Linked DNA regions of Muntiacus reevesi: region 2 is linked to region 1. Evidence: chromatin contacts called from public Hi-C data. All regions are on one chromosome and are shown on one strand. The core of a region is the stretch at or near the end of the contact, and the rest is flanking DNA. Distances in the headings are between cores, read along the strand shown. Region 1 holds the start of RBIS (ribosomal biogenesis factor). Region 2 holds the start of CPNE3 (copine 3).

Region 1 (7,409 bases), core at 2,162-4,661:
TGGGCTACAGTCCATGGGGTTACAAAGGGTTAGACATGATTGAGTAAGCACACACTGAAAGAGAGGGAGGAGCTTTGCAGATATCTAGTGGGCGAGCACTCTGGGCAGAGAAGTAAGAAAACAGTCAGGGGTGGGGTGGGGTGTGGTGAGGGTGGGGAGAGGAAGGTTGTCAAACAGGACTTCACAGGCCATTGTAAGTACTTTGGCCTTTATCCCGAGTGATGTGGGAAGTTCTGGAACTTCTGAGCTAAGGAATGACATGATCTGATTAACATCTTAGCAGGATTCCTTCTGGGGTAGGTAGAGATTAAAGCAGGGGAACCAGTTAGGACGCTATTACAGTAATCCAAACGAGAGAAAGACTGGTGAGTTAAGGCAGAATGCAGTAACTGCTGGCTGTTCACTTCCTTCTTTATACTTTTCTGAATTTTCCGAATTTCCTCAAGTACTCTTCATGACTTTTCTAATCCAAAAGGAAAAAAATCATGAAATCCTTATAACCCTCAGCAAATTCCGTCTTATTTAACAAAATATAGATGATTACGTAATTCTTAGTAGGATTTCAGAACAAGAGAGTTCTGAACAAACAATACACAAAGAGAGTCGGAAACTGTCTACTTTAATTTAGATATGATCTTGGGTGGCCTGGGCCTGAATGCCTTGGGGCAGGGCTGGGGTTCCCAACCAGAGATGGAGGCTGCGTCACGGCAGCGAAAGCACCAGATCCCAGCAACTAGACCAGCAGTTAGTGACAAGGGCCCCAGCCCTTTGGCGTTGCAGAAAAGAACTTCCACAAAGACAGAAAGTGGTGAAGCAAGTAAAGCATTTCTTAGGAGGAACAAGTACAGTACATATGGATAGACACATGGGCAGACTGAGAGAGCACCCCTGAGTCGCGCCCTTGCGGCAGTTTACATCACTTCTGCGGGGCATTTCTCCCAGATTTCCTCTGGCCGCTCATCTTGACCTGCCTGGGTTCACAGTCCATATTCGGTATATCTCAGGATCTTTCCACGTGTGTGCACGCATCTTAGCCAAGATGAATCGTACCAAAAAGGCATCTGGGTAGAACAGCAACAGAGCCTTTTCTGTGCATGTGCGGCCAGGGAGGGTCTCCTGACTTTGGGACGAGAAACTTGTGGTCTGTGCAGGGTCCAATCTCCTCCCTTTGATTGCCCTGCTATTCTTGTCTTGGAGTTTTGGTCAGTAGAGAATGAATCTCTGATTGCTTTACCCTGGGGGGCCCATCTGCCTCCTGCCTCATATAGACTCTGAACAGAACCATATCAACAGAAAAAAATCTCAAAATCATTGCTGAACTTTATAGACAACTTGAGTGTTTACATTATCAATTAAACATGGTAATTACAAATCACAGCAGCCTTTAATTTTGCTTTAAACACTGTTGAAATTTGGAGTGCCAAATGATAATTTAATAGCTCACTGCCTCCTTTGCAGCTACCAATTTTCTGTGTTAAAAATGCATTTGCTAAATATTCCCCAATTCCTATAACTGTTAACCATTGCTTGCATTTTAACCTAGCATCACAAAAAATGTGAAAGGACTTCATGTACTCTTTGAATATCTTTATTGCCTTTGTGATAGGGATTTCACTGTTCCTCACCTTCAGATATTTCATATGCAAGCCATCCTTTGTAACTGTAATTAGCTCAGGTTCAGGATTTCTAGGCATTTGGCCAGGAGATTACTCTGAATAAAATCTGCTTAATTAAATTTAAAACATATTTGTCAAACACCTATCACTTCCAAGGAACAGTACTACAAAAAGCTAAAAAGAAGTGTTCTAAGTATTTTTCAGTCGTGCTAAAGACAGAGCTTTAAAGTCATTTTCAGTGTATTGGCTACAATCTCTTCTCTGCTTCTTATATTTAAGGAAATTTTATTTCATTCAGCAAATGTTTATGCCACACCTTCCATGCACTGGAAATAAGGAATCCTGCATGGCAATATAAAGGTGAATGAGTAGTGAACCTGGCCCCTGAAGAGGGCATGTACTAGCTGAGAGACAAACGTACATACCAGTAATATGATATTTGATTTAAATTATAGAAAATAAATAATAAAAATACAAAGCCTGTAATTCACCTCCTACAGCTTCAGAATACCCTAAGGAAGTGTCGTTTTTCCTTCACTGCAGAGTGCTAATACAGATATTTCCAGGAATCTGACCTAGACAAAAAGATGGAAGGTCCTGTCTGCTCTGCTCTACTTTATTATATAGAATGTTATAAATGCTTATTCTTAGTCTGAAAATAAATTCTTCTGTCACTGAGGGGTCAAAGGAATAAAAGACTCTGCATTCCTGTAATCAATCATGAAACTTTTCATGAAAATTGGCTCCTCACAAAAAATGCATTTTTCCTTGAAGGGTAGGTAGCTTTCAGGATTCTGGAGAGGGAAATACCCACTCCAGTGTTCCGGCCTGGAGAATCCCATGGACACGACTGGGCCACTCTCACTTCATTCCTGCTGCACGGCTTGTTTACACTTTCTTGCGCCTTTGCTGTTACGTCAGTTCTCATCCGCCTGAGGAAAGCACTGCAGCTCCGGCTCACTACAGTCTTCGCCTAGAAGTCCCAGTGCTAGCCCCGGATCCGCTCAGACCCTAGGCGCTCGGTGCCGCCCAGCGAGCCTGGGGCGCCCCCAGCGGCGCGCGTCCCGCGTCCCGCGTCCCGGGAGCGCGGCCCCGCCAGCCCGCAGGACGCGGCCGAAGGCCGACTTCTGTGAGACCGCCTTACGGCTCTGGTGACCAAGAGGCGCCGGCTGGTTTCTGTACGCGACTCCGCGCGAGGAGCTCGAGGCGCGCCGCGTCTTCCGCGTCTCCGCCGAGTAGAGCGCCTCAAGGCAGCATTGGGCCAGAGACGCTAACCGGCGGGACTTCACACGGCGGGCGTGACTTCGCCCTGTGGGCGGGGTTGCGCGGCCTTCGGGGGCTGGAGCTCTGCGCGCCTCGGCCGTGTGGGCGGCCCTACGCTCGGTGGGTGGGAACCAGCGTGGGGCGGAACCACGCCCTATGGGCGGGGCTTATATACGTCTGCAGCTCGAACTCTAGGACGGGACTACTCTCTGTGGGCGGGGCTTATCCTGTCTACCCACCGAGCTCTGCGACGGGACCACGCTCTCTGGGCGGGGCTTACTCTGTCTACCCACAGAGCTCTGGGACGGGACTTCGCTCTGAGAACGGGAATTCGTCCTGTGGGCGGGGCTGCGCGGCGCTCAGGGGCGGAAGCTCCGCGGGGCCTCGGTCCTGAGGGCGGTCCTACGTCAGGTGGGTGGGAACCTGCCCGTGGGTGGAACCACGATCAGTGGGCGGGGCCTATCGCCCTTTACAGACCAAGACCCTGGACTGGACCGCGCTCTGTGGGCGGGGCTTACCCCTGTCTACCCACCGAGCTCTGGGACGGGACCACGCTCTGTGGGCGGGGCTTCGCCCGGGGGCGGAACCGCGGCCCGAGGGAGGCCCTATGATCCCGGAACTTCCGGGTGTCGCGTGTGTATATGGCGTCGCCTGGAATCTGAGAGGCTACACGAGGGTGTCGGAGGCCTGGTGAGAGGTTAGTGAAGGACACTTCCCGGGCGCTGACGCGAAACTTCGCGGGGCTGGGGCAGGCCTGGTGGGCCGCTGCCGTCCAGAGGTCGGTTCGGCCGCCCGCTGTCTTGGGCGGCTGTCCTCGGCCGCCGGCCCGCGGGCTCAGGCCGGAAGGCCCGGTGCTGGGCCCTCAGTCCGGGGCGAGGGACCAGAGTACAGTCGTTGTTTTGTCATTCGTCTCCACGGAGTCGTCACGGACAACCCCTGTACCCGCCCTGCCCCCAGCTGAACTGTCACCTTCTTCACGAACCTTGCCCGAGTCCCCAGACCCGTTGGATCTTTCCGTCTGCTCACAACGCTTTATGTTACCAGACTCAGCCCCTGTCTATGCGTTTTGTGTTTGTATATGTTTCATATGATGCATATGAGTTCTGTACCGAATTTGGCACGTAGTAATTCGTTAATGAATGATCGGATTCTGGTTACTTATTGGAAGGATTTTAGATTAATTTGGGGTGGCTTTTTATGTGTATTTTCTGCTTGTATAATGCTCAGGTATTTTTTACTGTTTTCCTTTTTTTTTTTTTATTAGAAGGAGTACTATTCCGGTTCGGGAAGTTTTGCCGTCTCTGTTGTTTCCTTAAGTTGGACATTTAAGGAGGAGAGATACAATGTGAGCAAAGGAAGGAAAGGAAGAATGTGTAAAGTGTCTTCAGAGATTAGTTAGTATTCTAAGGTGGCTACAGAGATATAGCAGAAGATACCTTTGACACATTTATGCTAGAATCAGCTTTCCTGCAACATATCATGACAAAGAATATTGCTTCTTGTGGGTTGGAGGAGCCATTGAAGGATTTTAACATTGGGACAGTTCATTTTGTACCACTGTGCAGGATAGACTTGAATGCATATGGCTTAAGCCAGGGCTTCACAGTCTTTCTTTAAAGGGCCAAATAATAAGGATTTTTGGCCTTGTGAGCCACAGTTGTGGCAGAAAAGCAGCCACAGACAATACATACATAATTAAATGGACAGAGCTGCATTCTAACAGTCATTTGCAAAGACAGGTGCCTGACTTGATTTGGTCTGTGGGTAAAGTTTGTCCAACCCAGAGTCTAACCAAACAGTCCTAGGAACTAAAGCAATAACCCACTCCTGAACTAGGCAGTACTAAATCGTGGTTTTGTGTTGCTCTTTATGTATTTGTGAAGCCATATCACATGAGAGCTCAGGATCTAGTCTTCCTGGCTTTGAACTGTGGCATACCCTGACTACTAACAGTGTGACAATGGGCAGATTAACTTCTCTTTGCATCAGTTTTTTTATCCACAAAATGAGGATGAAATAATACCTCCCAAAGTGTTTTTGTAAGAAGTAAGTTAGTTGAAAAGCACATAAAATGTTAGCATAGTGCTCATACATGTAGTCAAAGCTTAATAAATCTTAACAATTAATATTTTTGAAATTGTTCCTCACATGCATTGTTAAAGACAGGTTTGAGAGATGTTTCTAAAATAGAATTTATAGGCTTAGTGTGTTTAGCTGTGGAACAAAAATAATATGTAAAATTTTTAGGCAAGAGCCATTCACACAGTAGTGACATGGAAGTCATGAAAATAAGGCTGGGATTTGGACATGCAAGATTAAGTACTGATTTTGAGGAGCTGGGCTTCCCTGGTGACTCAGAGGTAAATAATCTTCCTGCAATGCAGGAGACCAGAGTTCAATTTCTGGGTTGGGAAGATCTCCTTCAGGAGGAAATGGCAACCCACTCCAGTATTCTTCTTGCCTGGAGAATCCCATGGACAGAGGAGCCTGCAGGGCTGTAGTCCATGGGGTTGCAAAGACATGACTGAGCGACTAACTTTGAGGAGGTGCACACAGGAGTGAAAATGGGGCAAGTAAAAAGGAATGAAAGAAGGAAGGAGAAAGGAGTCAGTCTTAGAGTATGAAAGGAACCCCAGTGGAATACCACCATGTAAACTAGCGGAAGGATGGGTGGTGACATTAGCATTGTCAGAAAGTTGAAAAAAAAAACCAGTTGTTGTGTTGGTAATGTTAGTTAATGACTCTAACTGGCAGAAATTAATGTGGAGCCTCTTACGGTCCAGGTGCTGGAGATGCAGAAAAGAATTAGATACTCACTGCACTCAAACAGGAGAATCTGTAGGACCAAAAGACATGGAATTTAATACAAGTAGCAGTTTTAAAAATAATCAGGAGTAAGGTGGATCATCTTAATTGGTATCTTTATTTCCTAAATTTTAGTTGATTTACAGTTCATAAATGTGGGTAACTTAATTGAACTCATTCTTTTTTTCCTAGACAATGGCCAAGAACAAACTCAGAGGGCAGAAGTCCAGGAATGTATTCCACATAGCCAGCCAGAGAAGCTTGAAGGTTAAAAATAAAGCAAAACCAGTTACCACTAATCTTAAGAAGGTGAGTGTCACTGAAGCACTCTGCCTTTGCTGCCTACAAAAGCAAGATGATTTTAAGTATTTGTTTTAAAAAAGAAAAATGATGAAGAAAAATAACCTCCCTTTCTTGAATCCAAATGTGTGAAAGGAAAACATTTTAACTACAAACGTATGAGGCTCCAAGTAACAGTTAATTCTCAGAGACTGGAAATCAGAAAAAAAAAAACAAACACATTATGGAAAAATTCTCTCTAAATTCATATATATTCAAGAAGCTCTCAACAGAGCCAGGACATAAAATGTCAGTCAGCACCCATTCTTTTTATCCTCAGTAATTCTTATTTCTCTGTGGACATACCTAGAACTCAAATAAAAACCTGAAAATAGGAGATAAAATATTTTGTTTAAAATACAAAATGAAAAGAGTTGCTTTATTTTTTCAAAATATTTGGGGAATGAGAAATTTCTTCAAGATTAAGTAGACGCCTTAAGAAGAAGATTCAAGGAAATGTTTTCAAGCTTAAGTACTAGATGGAGTCAGCTTTCAAGGACTTAATAATTATCATAATGGTCCATAGAAATGTAACATTTTATCTTTCCATCTTCATGAACTAGCTGAATTAAACTTTTTGGTGGAGCAGTTTCATGTCTTTGGAAATGCTAAAAGGGAAATAAAGCTGAATGATATGACTGGAGTTTGGGGGTGACAAGTGTAGATAGGATTGTCTTCAGGGTTGATGCTGAAGCCAAGACCTGAGTGACAGGAGCTCGTGACGCCAAGAGCGGTGCAGTGTTGGAGCAGCAGCATGCTCTGGGCAGGCAGAATAGCGGGTACAAAGGCCTCCAGCTGGGGAAGAGCTTGGTGTATTTGAGAAAGATTACTCTGTTTAGACAGGAAGTCCTAGAGACTTTGTGGATGCTACTGGAAAAGACCTGTGGGTAGGTAGCCTGGTTGGAGAAAGTATCAATTTTCCCAGAAAGTAGCTTAACTTACTAGGGTAAGATTGCCAGGCAGCACATAAAAGGTAAGTTGAAGTTGGTGGTTATGAACGGACATGAAGCCAGGCAGCCAGTTGTGATTTCCTACAGCTTCCATGTCAGGCTCAGAAAAGGCTGATAGTTGAGTTTAACCAAGTTGCCACGCAAATCTGATCAAGGGAGAGGAGGAGAGTTAAGAGGGTGTAAGGAGTGACTGACGAGTGGTCATGGGATCTGAGTAGGCTAACGCAAGAAGTGGAGATGGAAAATGTGAACAGTAGGCAACTTAGAAAAGGTTTCAGCGAGATTTAAGAATTACTAATAAACTAAGTGAACTAGAGGGACAGGAGGTGGTGCAGCCTAAGGTAATGCAGTGCAGTGGTGGCAAGGTAAGTCATGGATAAGATCCCTGGAGACGAGGACCTGAAAAGATGAAGCGGCCCTGGATAGTTCTTGTTGA
Region 2 (6,763 bases), core at 334-2,833, 1.0 Mb before region 1:
GTTCATGACTATGTGCCAGACACTTTGCTAAGTGTGGTCCAAAAATGATCTTATTCAATCTTCATAACAACCCTATGACATAGGAGGTATTTTATCTCTATTTTATAAGTGCAGAGACAGGCCCTAAAAGGCTAAGCAACCCGCCCAAGGTCATACAGCTAACAAATCTCAAACAATAGATCTCAAATCTAGGTATCCATCTTACCCCAAAGAGTAATAATATTTTTCGTTGTTGTTTAGTGGCAAAGTCGTGTCTGACTCTTTTACGACCCCATGGACTGTAGCTAGCCAGGCTCCTCTGTCCATTGGATTTTTCCTGGCAAGAATACTGGAGCAGGTTGCCATTTCCTTTTTCAGAGGATCTTCCCAACCCAGGGATTGAACGCTCCTCTCCTGCATTAGCAGGATTCTCTACCACTGAGCCATCAGGAAACCCCAATAACGTTTTTTAACATTAAGCCATAAAGCCTGGGTGCAGAAATCATACAGGTCTGAATTTCAGCTCTAATGCTACTACCACTTAACACTTGTGCAATTTGGAAATGTATGCAATCTGAGTTTCCTCGAGTATGAAATGAAATAGCAACACTATTTAAGCTGATGGCTGCAAGCATTAAGTGAGCTAACATACACGAAAGTTGTCCAGCAGGGTTTGTGCCGTCCTGTAAGCAGTACTCGGCGTACTCAGTGCCGCTCTTCCTCCTACCTGATTAGCAGTTACAGAGGCAGCCACGAAAACATAATCCCGAGGACAAACAGAAAGTGTGGATCCCAGGCAACGTCAGTGATAGGTTTGCTCGGTCTCCCAGAGGTTCTGGTAATGCAAGACAAACCTAACCGCACTTCCTCCACGCCCTCGGTGAGCCCAAAACACTAAACATCAGAAATTCGAAGCTGGAGCCGGAACTGGAGCCGCTAGGATACGCCTTCCCGCAGCCTTCTGCGTTACCCCCAGGCGGAGTCGCTTCTGTCCACCCCACGATCTGGAAGCTCCCCTAGGGTCCTCCGTTACCGAGCGCGCCCCCCTCCCCCCGGTACTCAGGAAGCGCAGACCGGGCCGCGAGTCCGCGTCTCTCCCCGGGCCGCAAGCCCACCACCCCGCCGGGGGAGGCTGGGGGGTCCCGGGCAATCGACGCTAAGCGCAGGCGGCGCCTCGCGGCCAGGAGCTGAGCCCGGAGCTCCTGGAGCTGCCCCGGGAGACGCTGGGCAACTCTGGGCCTGGGCCGGTCGCCGACCGCGCGTCCAGCGGCTGCGGAGGCCCCAGGCGCCCGGCCGAGCCAGGGCCGCGCGGAGCCCAGGAAGCGCCCGCAGGGCGAGGGCGGCCCGGCCCAGTCGCGCGGAGCCCGCGGGCCCGGCTCTCCCGACCTGGCCCTTCTCCTCCCCAGGGCACCGCTGGGTTCCGGGTGCCCCGCCACGCCGGGCCCGAAGCAGAGGAGAGTGCGCACTCACGGCTCGGCCACAGGGATGGGCGTCACTCCGCAAGGACCGGGCAGGCGGACACCGCACAGTCTCCCCGCCGCGGTGAGTCTAAGGAAACCCTGGGGATCGGCCGAGGGGCGGGGCGGGGCCAGTCGAGGGGCGGGGCAGGGCCGAGGGGCGGGGCAGGGCCGAGGGGCGGGGCAGGGCCGAGGGGCGGGGCAGGGCCGAGGGGCGGGGCAGGGCCGAGGGGCGGGGCGAGGGAGGGCGGGGCTGGGGTGGGCGGGGCAGGGGCAGGCCGGGGCGGGACTGAGGGGCGAGGCGAGGCTGCGGCCGGCCTAGCGAAGAGGCGGGGATGCGGGGCGGGGCCTGGACAAGGGGCAGGGCGGGGCTGATGGGCGGGGGGGCGGGGCGGGGCGGGACGGGGCGGAGGCTGAGGGACGGGGCGGGGCTGAATCCGGCTCCGCCCACCCCGGCCACCACCTGCCGGGAACTCTGATTGGTTTCTTTACTGAAAACCCCTAGTCGACTTCAGGCCTTTAAAATTAAGTTATCCGGTACACCAAAATAAATTGCTGAAAATATAAGGATTTACATTTGAGAAAATTTAAACCGCATGTGAGCCAGGAAAGAATAAGTTTCAGCATGAAAGTAGACAAGTGCTAACTCCTAACCACTATTACGTTGAGAAGACTCTTGAGAGTCCCTTGGACTGAAAGGAGATCAAGCCAGTCCATGCTAAAGGAAATCAGTCCTGAACATTCATTGGAAGGACCGATGCTGAAGCTGAAACTCCCATCTTTGGTCACCTGATGCAAAGAACTGACTCATTGGAAAAGACCCTGATGCTGGGAAAGATTGAAGGCAGGAGGAAAAGGGGACGATAGGGGATAAGATGGTTGGATGACATCACCGACTCAGTGGACCTGAGTTTGAGTAAACTTCGGGAGTTGGTGACGGACAGGGAGGCCTGGCATGCTGCAGTCCATGGGGTTGCAAAGAGTTGGGCACGACTGAGAGACTGAACTGAACTGAACCACTGTAGTTAGAGTGCTTTCAATGTGCACACTATCAGAATTATTTGATTTCTTAATTTCATTCAGTCCTCACAGTTTTGTGACGTATTTAGTGCCATTATCCCCATTTTGCAAATGAGAAAAATACGACTAACTTGAGATTTGATAGCTAAGTAATTGGCCTACTGCCCGAATTCACAGATTCAAAGTAATCTCTAAGCGCACCACCTGACTGTGACTTGATGCTGCCTGAGATAAAACAAATTATCAGTATTATGGAAAACATTGCTACATTTGACTACTTGAAATTTGAACTTCCACCCAAGAGAAATGGGACCAAGATCAAGAGGCAAACATTAGAAAAAATATTTGCTACAAACCTAACTTTCAAAGAAAGGGTTAGTATCTTAAGTATAAATTGCTTTCAAAGAAATAGAAAAATGGGTAAAGGATAATTTTTTTAATTACAGAAGACATGGGAAAGTAAATAAAGAAGTACAGATTTCTAAACCAAGCTTTTCTTTTAATCAAAAAATATGCAAAGTAAACACTTCAACATAATTGTACCAAAGCAAGTGAAGATTCCTTCATTTATTCAACACCTCCGGGTCCTTGTTATGTGCCAAGCATTGTTCTATAGAGACCTGATAAACTAGTGACAAACAGAAGCTTCTATTCTAGAGGGAGAACAAATAATAAGTTATTAAAAAATAATAATAATTTCAGATAATCATAAGTGCTGTGAAAGAAAAATAAAAATGGAGTCAGTGTTACTAAAAGAGCTTCCTAAAATGGAGCCAGGAACCCTTGAGGGAGTGAGACATGCACATCTCAGCTCAGGTGGACTCTTAGTAGGAGCATCTAGACCATCTGCCCAAAGTCCGTGAGACTCAAGGTATTTATCTGACCCTAGTGATAGCTCCCCATTAAGAACAAATATCTTCTTTTCTGCATCAGAATCAGCCATAATTCTCACCAGACAACTTTAACAACCTCGTAGTATCTGCCTTTATAAGCCCCTGACTCTTTTCTCCAGAAGCACTCTTCTGGATTTTACCCAAATCTCTGTCTCCCAAATTGCAATTCCTAAGACCCTTGAGTAAAGCTCTTTGTTGCAACCTTGGCTTGGGTTATTGTTCACAGTACTATAAGGAAAATGATACAGAGTAATGTGATAGAAGCTATGACAAACCTAGACAGTATGTTGAAAAGCAGAACCATTACTCTGCTGACAAAGTTCCGTATGGTCAAGGCTCTGGTCTTCCCAGTGGTCATGTACAATTGTGAGAGCTGAACCGTAAAGAAGGCAGAATGCCAAATAATGGATGCCTTCGAACTGTGATGCTGGAGAAGACTCATGAGAGTCCTTTGGACAGCAAGATGATCAAACCAGTCAGTCTTAAGGGAAATCAACCCTGATTTCCTTCCTTGGAAGGAAACTGATGCTGAAGATGAAGCGCCAGTATTTTGGTCACCTGATGTGAAGAGCCATCTCATTGGAAAAGTCCCTGATGCTAGAAAGAAATTGAGGACAGGAGGTAAAGAGGGCTTCAGAGGATCAGATGGCTGGATGGCATCACCAGATGCAATGGACATGAACTTGGGCAAACTCCAGGAGATGGTGAGAGACAGGGAGCCCTGGTGTGCTGCAGTCCATGGGGTCACAAAGATTCAGACACGCCTGGGTGAATGAACACCACCACAATGTGATAGAAAGGGACTGGGGGATAATGAGAGCCTATTCAGACGGGGACGGTCTCTCGAAGGTTATGAAGGAAAGAGAAGTGTCTTATTTTGATTTTACTAAAAGATTGGTAAAAACAACCTTTCTGTTTTGGTTTTTATTCTGTTTTTACAGTAAAGTGAAGGTCCTCCGGTACCATTTATCTTGTTGCAAGTTTCAAAATTTCCAGAATACATAATATTAATACCTAACTTTTATGACCTTTGTCTCCACTAACATTGGGAGCAGAGACAATGAAATGGTTTTGTACTTTTGGTAGCCAGTAAGCATTCTCTCATTTAAATGGACAGTGCTATAGTTGATTAACTTATTTATTCTTCTCAAACTATAGTCTTGATTCCATTCTACTTTTGTACTTCTTTATGCGCCCATTTATTCAACATGTATTGAATGAATATTATGTATCAGACATAACAAGTTTCTAGAAACAGAACAAATAGACATGGGACTAAACGGATGAAAAGGGATGCTAAAATGAATAAGAAATACAAAAAATACATATACTCTTTTGGTGTTCTTCTACTTCACTAGTTATTCCTTCTTATATCCTTTGGTTTTTGACCCTCCTATTCCCACTTCTTACACTGGACTACCGCAGGGTTTAGATCTTGACTTTTCTTTTTTCTATCTTCATCCACACCTTTAGCTATCTCATCTAGCCTTACAGCTTTGAAATTCATCTGCATTCTTTTAAAAAATTATTTATTTATTGTGTATTTTGTGTGCATAGGCTTTCTCTAGTTGCCATGAGAGGGGGCAACTCTTCATTGTAGAGCGTGGGCTTCTCATTGTGGTGACTTCTCTTATTGCTGAGCACAGGCTCTAGGGCACATGAGCTTCAGTGGTTGTAGCACTCGGCTCAATAGTTGAGATTTTCAGGATCTAGAATGAGTGTTTAGTAGTTGTGGCAAATGGGTTTAGTTGCTTCAAGGCTTGTGGGATTGAACCCAAGTCCACTGCATTGGCAGGCAGATTCTTAACCACTGGGCCACCAGGGAGGTCCTCCATCTATATTGTGAAGGTTACCAAACTTCCAACTCCTGAAACTCTAGATTCCAACTTTCTACTTTGGGTTGTTTTAGTTATCTACTACTCCATAACAGATTACACCAAATTTAGGGGCTTGCAATTAAGTAGTCATTTACCCTGGGCATATACCCTGAGAAAACCATAATTGAAAAAGATACATGTACTCCAGTGTTCATGGCAGTACTATTTTTAATGGTCAGGACATAGAAGCAACCTAAATGCTCATCAATAGATGTATGAGTAAAGAAGATATGGTATATACATACAATGGGATATTACTCGGCCATAAAAAGGAGTGAAAGTGGGTCATTTGTCATGATGTGGATGAACCCAGACTCTGTCATACAAAATGAAGTAAGTCAGAAAGAGAAAAACAAATATCATATATTAATGTATATATGTATGTATATGTATATATATGGAATCTAGAAAAATAGCATCGATGACCCTTTTGCAGGGCAGAAATAGAGAAGCAGACATAGAGCAAGGACTTGTGGACACAGAGAGGGGAGGGGAGGGTAAAATGAACTGAGAGAGTAGCATTGAGGGTTTCACACACCCTCGTGTGTAAAACAGATTGCTGTATAGCACAGGAGCTGAGCTTGGTGCTTTGTGATACCAGGAGGGGTGGGGCGGGCAGGAAGGAGCGAGGAAGGTCTGAGCGGGAGAGGATGTATGTATCCATATAGCTGCTTCCCTTCGTTGTACCGCACAAGCTAACACAACATTCTAAAGCGATTATACTCCAATAAAAAATTAAATTCAATGAGATACCACAAAGAAAGGAAAAAAGTTATGACCAACCTAGACAGCATATTAAAAAAATAGAGACATCACTTTGCCAACAAAGGTCCATCTAATCAACGCTAAGGTTTTTCCAGTGGTTATGTATGGATGTGAGAGTTGAACTATAAAGATAGCTGAGTGCAGAAGAATTGATGCTTTTGAACTGTGGTGTTGGAGAAGACTCTTGAGAGCCCCTTGGACAGCAAGGAGACCCAACCAGTCCATCTTAAAGGAAATTAGTCCTGGGTGTTCATTGGATGGACTCATGTTGAAGCTGAAACTCCAATACTTTGGCCACCTGATGTGAAGAGCAGACTCATTGGAAAAGACCCTGATGCTGGGAAAGATTGAAGGCAGGAGGAAAGGATGAGATGGCTGGATGGCATCACCAACTCAGTGGACATGAGCTTGAGTAAACTCTGGGAGTTGGTGATGGACAGAAAGGCCTGGCATGCTGCAATCCATGGGGTTGCAAAGAGTTGGACATGACTGAGCGACTGAGCTGACTGATGGCTAAAATAAAGTAGTCATCTATTATATAGATTCTGTGTCTCAGGAATTTCAGAGTGGCTTAGCTCTGTGGTTCTGTCTCATCATCTCTCATTAGAATTGCAGGCAGGTATTCTTCAGGGTTGCAGCCGTCTTCTGGGGCTGGAGGACCACTTCCAAGACAGACTGCTTACGTGTAACAGTGGTGCACTTTGTTGGTGGGACACCTCAGTTCCTTTCCAACAGGCACCTCTCAATAGGGCTGCTTGAGTATCCTAAGGCT

What was found. Hi-C and Micro-C count contacts between places; a contact is called where the count stands out from the background.
Region 2: a Hi-C map of muscle shows a contact between it and region 1, with 6 times the contacts expected there. The contact joins the promoter of CPNE3 here to the promoter of RBIS in region 1. A contact is called at or near these places in 2 of 3 Hi-C or Micro-C datasets (blood and muscle).

Annotation. Positions count from the first base shown.
Region 1 is chr12:4,512,344-4,519,752 of mMunRee1.1, reverse strand. It overlaps RBIS (ribosomal biogenesis factor), which reads left to right and starts at 3,411. Exons shown (of 4, transcript XM_065902583.1): 1 at 3,411-3,576; 2 at 5,877-5,993. The coding sequence starts at 5,880.
Region 2 is chr12:5,547,999-5,554,761 of mMunRee1.1, reverse strand. CPNE3 (copine 3) reads right to left here and starts at 1,583. Exons shown (of 17, transcript XM_065902548.1): 1 at 1,450-1,583.